Regions from separate parts of the Zea mays genome. Here region 2 is linked to region 1. A link is a contact called in public Hi-C data. All regions are on one chromosome and are shown on one strand. The core of a region is the stretch at or near the end of the contact, and the rest is flanking DNA. Distances in the headings are between cores, read along the strand shown.

Evidence for each region. Hi-C and Micro-C count contacts between places; a contact is called where the count stands out from the background.
Region 2: a contact with region 1 is called in a Hi-C map of tassel, with 3 times the contacts expected there. The contact joins the promoter of LOC100280879 here to the promoter of LOC100276816 in region 1. A contact is called at or near these places in 3 of 25 Hi-C or Micro-C datasets (ear, leaf and tassel).

The regions. Positions count from the first base shown.
Region 1 is chr10:47,604,004-47,606,703 of Zm-B73-REFERENCE-NAM-5.0, reverse strand. LOC100276816 reads left to right here and starts at 1,373. Exons shown (of 4, transcript NM_001150525.1): 1 at 1,373-1,852. The coding sequence starts at 1,673.
Region 2 is chr10:47,767,245-47,769,944 of Zm-B73-REFERENCE-NAM-5.0, reverse strand. LOC100280879 (TTN10) reads right to left here and starts at 1,404. Exons shown (of 7, transcript NM_001153799.2): 1 at 1,143-1,404; 2 at 830-908; 3 at 671-742; 4 at 217-320. The coding sequence starts at 874.

The sequences.
Region 1 (2,700 bases), core at 124-2,623:
CGCTAGCCGCCGCCTAGCTGCACTGCTGTATTTTTGTTTCAGGATTGCTGCTGCTGTTCGCACATTCAATCTTTGGGCCTCCCGGAGCCGGAGGCGCGTTTTACTGTTAGCCTTACTCTTACTCCCTGTAGCTCCACGTAGAAGAGAACCGATGTCCTGCGTCTGGCAATTTTTCTTAGTCCCTCGATGATGGCGATGATGCTGAAACCTTTTTTTTGAACATGATGGCGATGATACATGATGATTGTTGCATTGTACTGGTGGTAAATCACAGTCTGTATTGGCCTGTTCTGCTGGTGCCCATTTCCAATCATCCAATGTCGTGCTCTGCGTTATACGATTGCTGTTTGTACTATCATAGCTGCTGCCGACAAGTTCATAAAAGAACCTTAAACTTGAAGCCAGATCGAGTTCTCTTATTTTCTCGGTGCTTCACAATATTCTGGCATTTCTTTGGTTCTAGGCAAAGTTGTTCTTAGATGCTTTCCACGTCCACCTCGACCGCCTCCAGGGCGGGGATGTTCCCCGCCGCGTCGGTGGCCAACGCCCTGCCGTTCAGCAGCACGACCTGGCTCGTCAGGTCGCCATCCTTGGGGGGTGAGGTGGTACTCGTGTCTCACGGCGCCCGCCGCCGCCTCGCCGAGCAGCAGGCCGACGAGGAAGACGAAGAGGACGAGGTCGAGGTCGTGGAGAACGCGACGGGTATGGCTGCCGCGCGAAGTCTTGGCCGGAGGCAGCGGAGCCCGGCTGCCGCGCGAAGGAGAACACGACGGAGATGGAGGAGAAAGCGACGGAGATGGAGAACGCGACGGGGATGGAGGAGAACTGACGACGACGGCGCTGGGACGGAACCCGGTTTCAACGAGACTAATACTGCTCTGAATCCGTTAATAGAGTTGACATGTCCATTTTAGAGTGTTGGCTATGTCCAGCTTTTCTATAATGGAGAAACCCTCGCCTGAGCCTCTATTTCGTTGAAGTCGCATCTGTCGCGTTTCATAATGTCAAATCTCTCCTCTAGAGGATGTCGTCTCCTCTAGTGGGAGAGAGAGATAGCGCGCCCACGCGGCTTTCTGGAATGCCTGATGAGGCGAGGCCAAGCAAGACAACCTCTTCTCGCGCAGACCGGAGAGATGTGCGGAAGAGAGCCGGAGAGGGACAGCGGCCCACTACTCCCCAATCCACGCACCATTACGACCGCCCTCCTGTCTACCACTACTGCTGATAGGATGATGGGTACAGGGAGGGGTAGTTGAAACTCCATCAGTCCAGTCGTTGGGTCGGTGGCGTTTCTTGACGAGCATGCGTGCTTCCTCAAACTAGCCCCAGCGGCATGTTGTCAACAATCCATGGGCCTTTTGGAGTTTTCGACATCATCTCACCTCGCCTCGCCCACTTCACCCATGGGTCAGAGGAGCTCTCCCCTTCACACGCCGCCCGCGGCAGGAGAGAGAAAGCGAGGGCGAGCATCAGCAGGGCAGGCAGGCGCAAGAAACGTCCCCCACCTCGTCCACCCCATCCTCCTCGCCTTCCGCCTTTATTTCTTGTCGTCTCCTTCCTCGGTCCTATCTCCTCGCCTGCTCCGCCTTTCCTCATCGGTTCATCCTCCCGTATCCTCTCCTCGTCTCCTGCGCCCCTTTTCTTGGGGGCTTGAGGTGAGGTTATCTCGGCCATGGCGGCCATCAAGAAGACCAAGATCGTCTTGGCGCAGCCAGCGGTTGGGGCTCAGCCGTCGCGGCCGCCGTTCTTTTCTCGCGCGCCCGGCTCGGTGCGAGGCGCCGGGGACGAGGCGGCTTACAGGGCCAGCCTCAGGTACCGGGCCCTCCACCAGGACTACCAGGACCTCATCAAGGTGAGCCGAGAGATTCTCTTCTTGAACCCGTCATCCCCTGATTGATTTTGGAGCCACGTTTAGTATTTGTCGTTTTTTTCATGGATTTGCTGTGAGGTTTGCGGTGTTTGTTATGCCCTTTCTTTTTGGGGTTTAGATTTCATTCATCCCTTGTGTTATTTTGATGATTTCTCGTGGATCTCGTCTTTAGTTAGGTTCAACCCGTTTGCTACGGCGTTCTTAGATCCATCTGTGCATTGAAGTTTGTTTAGCTTGATGGTGTTAGTTTTAGTTTTAGATTGTTCCACTGATCTACGATTCAGCTATTGTTGGAGATTTGATATATATGGTCTGAATAATAGAGATAATTGCATTTTTAGAACTCCAAACATAGCACTTAACATTATTGCCATCCCAAACATTTATTTCGTAGAAACAGGACCATGAACATCTACTAATTGATTAACCTGCCATTAACCGTATTTGCTTCGTTTTTCTAATTCATCTCCATCTATTTGTGGTCTACAAGACAGTTTTGCCCCTCACGCAATAAACAAGCAAAGTATGACCGGCAACTCTACAGCATGCATACATTAATCTTCGTCATCGTTCGGATGCTCCGTGGCATTCTGAATTTGATACATTAATCTTCGTCATCGTTCAGATGCTCCTTGACATTCTGAATATGAGATTAACCATTAACATTCTCCCAGATTGAATAAGTTCTTGGCAACTCGTATCCTTCCGGTCTCAATGACAGCGCAAACTCTGGTAGATCAGGAACAGATTGAAGCGCGCTGCACCAGGAAAGTAGTGAAAGTGATTAACTCGCCCCTAAAGCCAAACAATAAATATGAACCATGTAGGTT
Region 2 (2,700 bases), core at 155-2,654, 160 kb before region 1:
ATTAAGTTATAAGAGAAAGATCTGCAAAATGTTACTATTTACTATGGAAGGCTACAATGGTGGCAAAAAAAAGTCAGATCCTTTTATTAAGTTGTTGATAGGGAATTCTATGTATGTTTCTCCAAATAAGAATACTCCTTGCTCTCTCATGCTTTGATGTTGCTCCAAGAATTTCTGTGTAGCAGTAATGCCATAACAGACACTGAAAAAACATACTTCTGTGTGAAGCATGGAGGCGGGTTTATTGAGACAGCTTGTTCCAGAGACAGCAGCCCATGCGCAAGCCAAAATGGAAGGTCCACCTTGGCACCCTTCTCTACCTGGATATAAAAAAAACTTAGATGCTCTTTTATACAAGAGAAACATCCCTATTAGCAACTTTAGTAGAAAGAGTGAAGTTCGTCCGCAATGCAAAACTTCCAATTTCCACTTTCCCAGTTGGAGTTCATGACAAATATTGCAGCCATAACAATAATGTTTAAGAAGTGCAGTAATCCTAATCAGTTTAAACAAGTCAAGGAGTGCTTAAGAAGCCTCTCAGCGAACTACTGTTCAAGAACTGCATAAATCGCATTTGGTAGACATGAGGACATAAGAAGAATTTTACAACATGTGTGCACAGGTTGCACTAGAAACATAAGCGCACAAAATTCATTGGGCAGACACTTACACAGTTATTTTCAGCACCAGGATCTAGCAGGCCAACACCATTTGCAGTTACTTGGAAAACAACTGAAATAGGCTGCAGGCAGAGCCAAAAACATATACTCAGCAGGTATACACAAGCACCATGCACGAAGAGGAGATAAAATCCTGCATCTAGAATTACCTCATCCTCCATGAGGATGTCATCGATGTCATAGTAACCCCGCATCCGACCAAGAGGACAGGATCACAACTGCTTATCCCTAATTATACACCAGCAATTATTGTCTTGTCAATGAGTATCAGGAAGTAATTGTTCAAATATAAACAGACTGGATACGATGTAACTCGAGCTTTGGGGCGGAACTATCATCTACTACATGCTACATGTGTTTACCCGGATTGGGCGAATCAATTCGAATTCATACCTTTGCATCAGCTCCTAATATTGAGACACCACTCACTGAGAGAAGAACATAACAAATTTCGAGCATTACCTTTTCTGAGCGCGAGATGGGTGTCGGGGCCCGTTCGGATGTCGCCGTTAACGGTGGCGTCAGGCGTAGCCCGTAGCCGAGTGGGAGAACGCTGCAGGCGGCAAACAAGGCGACCGTGCCGAGCAAATCTCGAGGGCGGTGAGGCCGCTGGACGGCAAGACCTGGCGGAGGAGCCAGAAGCCGCTGGATAGGGATGGGGGATTTGCTGATTTGGTTTTGGCGGCCTTGCTTCCCGCTCAATAGGTTTTGAAGGCGGCAAGATGGGACGTGTACACGAGGTAGTTTTCTTTGCATGTGTACACGAGGTCTGTCAGGCCATGCCGAGCCCAAACTCGTGGTAACGTACCAGTGCATACTAAATGATCGGTAAACACTAAAATTATTATCATTTTCATATTTATCAAAAATAAAATCGGAAATGATTACTTTGATGTTGTTTAGATATCGGTATTTCAGATATCTCGAATTCGGAAACGAAAGTTCAGTATAAAAAATACACAATATAACAAGTTCATAGTACAATAAAGATCGCAAAGATAACATAATAATATCACAAGTTCATAATACAATAAAAATCGCAAATAACACAAGTACACAATTCACAATATAATAAATTCACAAAAATCATAAGTTTATAATATAACAAGTATAAATATTTATATATACAATATATATACAGCTAAATCTTATAAACACATAATATATATATACACTATGTGTATGCACGTGCCTTGTTATGGAGTCAACATGTAATGATATAATATATTGAGATAAAGAAGCACTATGATAAAATGCATTCATATGCAAAAACACTAACTGTTATTCTATACTTTTGCTAGCATTATTAAAAGTGGATGTTTACATACCTCAAAAATATATAAGATTGTACATTTGTATATGTGCTTTGTCATTAACAATTCAAATAAAACACGTTGATTCCGTAAAAGGATAGTGTATTATATAAGATCTAACAAGAAAATTTAATGAAAAAAATCCAAGAATGATCTTTCATAGTGTCGGCGTTTCGACCCCGGGGGGTCCCTGGACCGACGAGTAAATTGTCGCAGCGTGCCCCAGCCCAGATGGGTCGGCGCGAGACGGAGCGCGAAGGGGGGAAACCAGAGGGAGACAGGCGTAAAGGGGAAACCCGCGGCCTTCGTGTTTGTCCCGCGCCCAGGTCGGGTGCGCTTGCAGTAGGGGGTTACAAGCGTCCGCGTGGGAGGGAGCGAGAGGCTTATGCGCGCCGTTCCGTTCCCCCGCGCGGCCAACCCTCCCGTACAGAGTGCCCTGGACCTTCCTTTTATAGGCGTAAGGAGAGGGCCCAGGTGTACAATAGGAGATGTAGCATGGTGCTAATGTGTCTAGCAGAGAGGAGCTAGTGCCCTAAGTACATGCCGTCGTGGCAGCCGGAGAGGTTTTGGCACCCTGTTCATGTGATGTCGTGGCCGTCGGAGGAGCGCTGGAGCCTTGCGGAAGGACAGCTGTCGGGGCTGTCGAGTCCTTGCTGACGTCTCCTTGCTTCCGTAAGGGGCTAAGAGCCGCCGTCGTCACGGAGCAC